Regions from separate parts of the Oryzias latipes genome. Here region 2 is linked to region 1. The links are chromatin contacts, called in public Hi-C maps. All regions are on one chromosome and are shown on one strand. Each heading gives the region's core, a stretch centred on a gene start, on an enhancer-like site or on the middle of the called end of the contact. The rest is flanking DNA. Distances are from core to core; before and after follow the strand shown. Region 1 has its middle 31 kb from the start of adamts18. Region 2 overlaps adamts18 (A disintegrin and metalloproteinase with thrombospondin motifs 18).

Region 1 (3,889 bases), core at 561-3,060:
TCCTCATCACGAGTGTACCACGGGTCGCAGTCCACCATCCTCGCTCTTCATCCTCATTCACGGATTCAGCCAAAGCCTCACTCTCTGGTTCTTCCTGCCGCAAACCTCCAGTCAGCTGCCACGCCGCATCAAGAATCCTGCTCTTTACTTACCTCCTGTAAATTAAATCTTCTAATACCTCTCGTCTCCAAGTGTCCTTCTGGGTTCCAGCGTCTGGGTGTGTCTGAAATCCCGCGAGATCATGACACTAATAATGTTCCTCAACAATATGGCTGTGGTTCAGCGGGTTTCTCTGTCTGCCAATTAGTCTGCTGAGAGTTCAATATCCAGGCTTGACACTTGTCCTGGAAAAAAAAAACATTTAACCCCACAATGCCATTGCTACGATGGAGTTTAAGGGCCAGTTCACAAAAAAAATAATAATAATAATTATGACTTTTAAGTCATAAATTCACCAGAAAAAAAGTCACAGATTAATGAGGAAAAAACACCAAAGTTTTTTCTTTTTCAGAGCCTAGCTTGAAGATAAAACATGTTGAGCCTTTTCTGAAGCTTTATTTACGGAAAGATTTCAGAAACAAAGAAATCCTAAACCTTTTGGCGACTCAAAATCAGATTGTTAGTGTAGTCGGCTTTCCGGGGTTTGGTGTTGGTAAAGCGGAGTTTCTTTAGTAAAATAAGGAGCTCAGAGACTCGTTTGGGTGTAGAGGAGCGCTGCAGCCTTAATTTTCCTTTTAATTCACACACCCTGAAGTTCATCTGTCGCCTTACGTCATGAACCTGTCATCCGAACACCAATGTGGAAGTAAACAGTGTCACAAACGCCTCCTCCTGCAGCTGAAATGTCCCGTTTCAACTTTAAACAATATAGAGGAATGAAAAAAGTAATAAGAACATTGAAAATGCCAAAAAGTGCTCCTCCTCCTTAGATGGAAGCATCACACAGATCTAGACATGTAGTCTTTGATGGAGCAAGAAAGGATTTAAGTGAACATCTGCAGGGACACCGATGTCTACATTGGGCTGCAGAGATCCTGCAAACCACCCATCAATTAAAAAAAAAAACAGTAAAAAATCGTAAATCAAACAAATGAGCTTCCAAACATTTGGAACATTATCAATAAACATTCAGCTCACCTGTTCCATTGAGTTTAGTTAGTCGGCTCTGCTGCTTTCTTGGGGTTCACTTGCTGCTCTGTATGCTCACTTCCACTTTAATCTTGTCAATTTACGAGTTTTATTCTTGTAAATTTACGACTTTAAATCTAGTGATATTACTGTCTTTTTATTTTTTTTGGTAGCCCTTCAACTCTGTCGTACAGACCTACAGGACTCATAGTGCACACATATTTATTAGAAAATAATCTGTTAAACATAGAATAAACACAGAAAGGTCTAAATGGTTTAAGAAAATAAATGTACGTCATAAAATGTTGGAAAAACTTTGAAATCTTTGAGGTGTTTTATAGTAAGGTTCAGTGTGTGTGATGAAAAAGCAGGTCATTTGTCCGCCTGGGTGTGCATCCTGTCCGGCGTGGGCCTGAGATGATGTCACGTCTCGAGCTGGAAGAGTGTCATTCTGTCTTCACGCTGCACTTTCAAAGAAAAAGAGCGGCAGAGAGATTCAGCTGAGCCACAGAACAGCTCCTCTTTCACTCCAATCAGGGCGGAAAATTGAGAGACAAGAGACCCCTTCGCTGCTGGACACCCCCCCCCCCCCAAACACACATGCACCGACGTGCACGCTCACACAGTGAGGATCGCTGGCTTCCTGTGGCCCTGGCAGCAGTTGAAAGTGGTCGGTGGGATCAGACAAAGCCAGTTAAGCCTCTATTGTAACAGATGACTGGAGGAGCGCTGCCACCGCTCTGATGCTCCCTCCTCTCCGCTGCCGTGCAGGCGGGGCCGGTTCAAGCATTAGCTCATGGCGGCAGCTCTACTCGTCAGTATTTAAGGTTGCTGGTGTTCAGTGGTGCTGATGTGCAGGGACTTCGCTGACAGATGGGAAACAACAGAAAAACCCAACAGTGCCTCTGCCATGGTCACAAACTGTTCATGTTATGTTTATCCTTTAAACCAGCGGTCCCCAAATCCAGGCCTCGAGGGCCGGTGACCTGCTGGTTTTCCAGAAACCCTGTCTTATTTGCTGCTGATTACCTGGATCAGGTATGTTTAGCCAATAAGAAGCTTCAATGGCAGGTTGTTTGGAAAACATGTAGGACACCGCCCCTCGAGGCCTGGATCTGGGGACCCCTGCTTTTAACACTATGAGGCTCCTCAGGACTGACTTATTCAAGACCTTTGGGGTCATTAAATGGAAAGATGAAGACACAAGTTTTTTTGTTGTTTTTTGGTGGCTTATAATAGGTCACACAAAAAACAGCTGCAGCTTCACAACTGAAAGACACTCAACCTGAGTGGGCCAAAGTGTCAATAAAGACTTTCATGGCAGTGTAATTAAGTATGAATGAGAAAGTAGGTCAGGCTCTCAGAGCAAGGCAGAGCAATTTGGTGGGAAATCCGGATCTACATTTCCTTCTTAAATGTAGATCCAGTGGCTAATAAAATTAGATTATTGAAAATTTGACTTTTAAATGTACCAAAGCATGGTATGAGGGAATTTGTACATTTGTGTTATGTTTTCTTGTCTTTTCGCACAAAATCAGCAACATTTTTCTGTGTGGTTCCACCTCTTTACTGTTTCTTAAAACAAAAGCGGATAGCAAACACATCGGCCTTGTGTAGCGAGCCTGAGTGGAAAAAAACCTGTTTGAAGACCCACTCCAATGAAAACTGTGTTTTGGGTGTTTATAACATGCTCTTGTGGTTTTTTTCTGATGTTGGAGGACACAAAGAAAATGTATACCAAAATTGCTTTCCTGAGGGCGTTTTCAGACTGGAAAGGTCAGTTGGTCCGGAACAAGTCCGGTTGATTCGGTCTGGATCAAGTCCGGAACCTTGCGTTTGGTCTGTATTCAGACTCCCATCAACCTGGACATTTTTCAAACCAAGGCTTGTAAAAAAAAAACACACATGACCAAAGATCTCTTCAATTATTGGCCAGGAATTATGAGGGCGGGGCAAAGGAATGAGAGAAGGAATAATTGAAGTTCTACACTTTTCCATCCTTGTTGGGATTGTTTATTTACTCAAACGTTATATTTTTGTTGACCGTTTTGAACGTCTGTATCAATTTTAGGTACAGCACTTAATTTTGCCACTTGGCGGATGGCGGAGACATGCTGCAAGGTGGTTGCTGAGGAAACGATGGCTAATAAGGTGCACTGATAAGTGTTTAGGACATATAGATTGTCAGGAAACAGTGAGAAGTAATGTGTCAAGATAATGAATCTGCATTATTCTGACCACATTTCGACGAGTTGCTCTGTCTTATCGTTGCTTCCCTGCTACTCTGTTTGCATCCCATAATACCTGGCTACTGTGGCCCTTTGGCCCAGTTGTTTTGCTCCGAGCACACAGCATATTCAGACTAAAGAAACTCAGAGCGAGCCGGAGCTCAGTCAGATTGGAAATGAATCAAGACCTAGCAGGAGAGAGCATAAACAGAAAGCACTGAATTATGGGTGACAGGAAGGGGGCGGGGTTGCTCCACTTAAAGAACCCCTGCCGCTTTGTGGAAACTATGTTCTAGAAAACAACATGTTAGTGTTGATTTTGCCTAAAAACTGCATAATATTAATTAAAAGATCAGTGGGAACGCTGTAAAAATTAATCACAAGATGATCGGAGCACAGCTGTCACTCAGCTGATTCAATGATTTGCTGTCGTACCACAAACAGGTTCTGTACTGATCTCCCAATTAAAGCGCAGCAGGTTTTTTGTTGTCATGATTTAGTTACTGTAAATCACATTTAAACTTTCCTTTTTA
Region 2 (3,858 bases), core at 1,336-3,835, 79 kb after region 1:
ACACAGCAGGCCGACGCTGGGCTCCCATCTGTGCAACACTCAGCCCTGCCCTGCATAGTAAGTGCTCCTGACTTTGTGGGTCAGGGCTTTTCTTGTTTGGAGCTGCTTGTGGGAGATGTGGCGTGCGCATTAATGTTGCCAAATTTTCAGGGACCTGCAGATCTGTTTTCATAATGGGTGCGCACATACAGGCCCACATTTGCTGTGGTTCAGCTGTCTGGAGGTTGGAGCTTGCTGTGGTCAGCCACCACTCTGCTCACCCTGTGTTCACTCTCTTTCCCTGCCCACTAATTTTTCTTTTTTTGTAAAAACACATAAAAGCACTCCACTGCTCCCCTTTCAGTTGCACTAACTGCCCTGCAGCATTTTCTCCAGCTGTGCGTCCATGTGAGTGACGGCGGCTGGAACCTGACTTTGATCGTCCCGTTAGACAGAACAACTGTCTCAGTTTAGTTTGAACCAGCTTGACTCCTGATTTCCTCTACCTGTGATTTCGTTTGGCTAAATCCCAGAAACAGCTGCGTCTCTGAAAGCATGGATCTGAACTTACACTCGCAGTTTGATTCTCCTTTCTGTCAACTGTTCGATTTATACAAAAGATTAACTTCATGAATTTGCATATCTCATAAAAATATGTACAGTTCTTATTTCCCTCCACAACAATTTTATGTAAGCCGAAAAAACTATAAGAAAGCTGAAATACAATAAAACCAACCTAGCACCATGGGAAAAAAAAGGGGGGGGGGGTTAACCTGGGGGCGGTGCTGGGAGTGCAAACACTTCCTGGAAGGGGCGGTTCTCACTTATCTACGCCAAAACCTGGGAAGCCCCTCGTTTTTGTGGATTGGGAGGGGCTGGCGGTCAGAGTGCAGGTTTTTCGAGGAATACTCAGAAATGCATGACTGGATCAAAATACCACTTTGGGGTTGTTGTTTTTTGGGAGGAATCAATATTATAATGCATTTAAAAGCTCAAAAAAGTTGATTTTGCAAAGTGTTCCAGAGGAAAACATTTAATGACGAGCGCTTTAGAGGGAGGTTTGTCACTGATCCACGTCAGAAAAATGTTCCTACGTGTGGCAGAAGTTAGAACAACATACAATCTGCCAGCTGGCTTTACTGTCCTTATAATCTAAAAGCAAAGAGTCCGGCTTGGAGTCAAAGCCGTCCCCAATATCTTTTCCATGTCCACCAAAATGTCCAATATGACAAAGGTTTGGGGCAGAAGCAAACACAGAGAGTGAGTTCCAAATGCAGATTTACATTTCAAACACACCGCGATGCCTGAGTTTCATCTGATATCTTTTGTTTGGGAATATTTGCAGTCTGAACATCTATGCTGCAAAATCTTGCTTTAATTACAAACAGTTCTAGTTCTAGTTCCAAATAACATCCCATCCTTGTCAATAGTTATGTTTTTTGCGCTCTTGGTGTAAACCTTTTGAAAAACTTCTGACTGCAGTTAATCCAAAAATATTTAAAGCAATAATATGGTATTTTATGGTTAAAAAAAAGAAAGAAAAGGTTGCCAAATGTTATACTGATTTTTAATTTTCTTCAGATACTTGAGGTTTCTAGGGTAGAAGGCAAGTAAGTGTGCATTGTCTTAATTTGACAAAAAGTTTTGCCTTTAACTCGGGAAACCAGAAGGAATAGTCACCTTACTGTGTAAAAGTCTGTTTGTGATGACATGAATGTTTTTCATCTGCACTCGTGGACCAGAGCATCGAAGGAGAAACCAGGTGAAAGTGCAGCAACAAGTTGAAACAGTGCGGAGGGAATGGGCTCTGAGCTTCAGCTGAGGGAACTGGAGCTCGTTTGATTTACAGCGGCGCTCCAAAGACCATGCAGGGATCTGTGTCGGGTTCAGTGCGTGTCATTTGATCCTTCACATCAAATGACACGCAGGATTTTTATTTGCATGCATCTTGCAGGCATTTTCGATATTTGGTCAAACATGTAGTAATTAGGTAAACCAATTAACAGAAATAGAAGCTGCTTCTGGCGGCAGTCAATGATGTGATTTTGTTCACATGCAGCCGCGTTGCAACAAGTCCAGACAAAACTGTCTCCTGTGTCGGAGGCTGAACAGGCCAGACCGCTATCGGTTACACCTCCAACATGCTGCCTCTGTTCCTTATTCAGTTTCCCACAACCCGAGAGGACATTTCCTGCCTCTAATCTTATGCTTACCCTTTTTTTTATATTGACGAAAGCTATTATGCAGGCCTTTTAGTTGTCCTGACCTCCTATTATCCCTCAAGTGAGAAAAAATAGTGCAGTTTAGGTATTCAAAGGAACAAACCAGCCTGACGTCCATGGATCTGGACAGAGGTGGACGGCGTTTCCGAGCTGTGGTGGAAGCTGCACAAGCTGAGTGGGAGGCATGAAAGCTTCAATGACTGCATGCAGGATGTATGCATGCATTCAAGGATTCACTAGAAAAGCAAAATCATCAATGAGGGAAGTAAATTTGAAAGGTGTGAAAGCAAAGGTTCCCGCGTCTCACTGTGGACTGTGTCTGCAGAGCCGACAGCCGGATCCCTGCTTTGTTCTGCAGAAACCCTGGAATTCCAACGGGGGAGAACAAGCTGGACCCCAGCACCCTCATCCATCCTCTTAGCTTCAGGCTCACAGTGTCCTCCCCAAATGATGAAGGACTCAGCTGCACTAACAGAGTTCATTCATCCAGGTTGCTCCTTACAAAGGACCATACATTTTTCTTAAAAAGCCTCTTCATGAGAAGTATCCGTCGCTTCTCTGCTCATCTTCTGCAGTTTCATGTCCAATTTGAGGTGATTCTACAACTAATGGACCGGTGAAACCAGGGTGGGGAGGGGCATTTCACCAAATGACAAGGAAGACCCAACACTGTTGAGGCTTATAAGAGTTTGCTAAATGGTAACAGAGAGAAGAAAAAAAGTGCATTTTAATACATTTATTTTTCTCTTTTATTTTAACTCAATAAATAAATACAACATTCTTTTTCAAATCTTAAATACACTGAACTGCATTGCTACATAAAAAGTGTTTATATGTCAAGTCAATAAAATAGTACAATTAACATTAAAGAAAGTAATATATTTAAAAAAAACATAATATAAGAAAAAAAAAACAATAAATAAACAATAAATGTTCCAAAAAGTACAAAAAATGATTTTAGTTTTTTTGTCTTTTGAGTTTTGTTTATATAGTTTAGTTTCTTGATTGTAAGTGTATTTTATCTTATTTGCATACTATTATAAGAATTTAGATTTTGAGGTAAAAAAGCAACATGAAAACTTCTTTTTCTGCCTTTTTTTTTTACATTTTCGTCATCTTTCTTTCGTCTTGTCATGTTTTTTAAAACGAGTGAAGATGAAGTAAAATTCTAACCAAAACCTGAAATATATACTGTAGAAGACAGTTTCCAAAGATTTTAATCAAAGGCTTCTCATTTGGTAATAAACGATGAAAATAGACAAATAGGAAGGTATGGAAAAGGTGGATATAGTTAAAGAAATCTATAAAACGGAAATTTAACTGTGTTAAAAAAACTAAACATCCCACTTTATGTCCTACATACTGTGTGAAACTACAAACAAAACTTCGAGTTTAAGGAGAAATTTCAATGAAATTGGCCTTCAATTTTTAAAATATTTGTTGAATCCATATTCCGTTCCTCTTGTGCTTTGGAATTCGGAAGATAAAGAAGTATCACAGAAGTATTTGTTTTTCACTTTGACTACCAATTGCAGCAACACTGTTAGAAAACAGTGCATACAGATTTGAGTACAACACATCCACCTGAAAATCTGGATGTTTTCCCCCTCTTCTTAAATAATCCTGTTCTTTTTATTTGGAATTTTCTAAAGAACAG

The links. Hi-C and Micro-C count contacts between places; a contact is called where the count stands out from the background.
Region 2: a contact with region 1 is called in a Hi-C map of embryo, with 3 times the contacts expected there. The contact joins two enhancer-like sites. A contact is called at or near these places in 5 of 5 Hi-C or Micro-C datasets (embryo, fibroblasts and gastrula embryo).

The regions. Positions count from the first base shown.
Region 1 is chr3:33,410,596-33,414,484 of ASM223467v1, forward strand. No RefSeq gene overlaps it. Among protein-coding and RNA genes, the nearest start is that of adamts18, 31 kb to the right of the region's middle. Within about 2 kb of position 1,811, at least 3 of the 8 cell types and tissues checked have an H3K27ac peak or open chromatin away from gene starts, as enhancers often do. A contact at or near this core is called in embryo, where this site is marked.
Region 2 is chr3:33,488,471-33,492,328 of ASM223467v1, forward strand. adamts18 (A disintegrin and metalloproteinase with thrombospondin motifs 18) reads left to right here. Exons shown (of 24, transcript XM_011494105.2): 18 at 1-57. Among protein-coding and RNA genes, the nearest start is that of adamts18, 46 kb to the left of the region's middle. Within about 2 kb of position 2,586, at least 1 of the 8 cell types and tissues checked has an H3K27ac peak or open chromatin away from gene starts, as enhancers often do. A contact at or near this core is called in embryo, where this site is marked.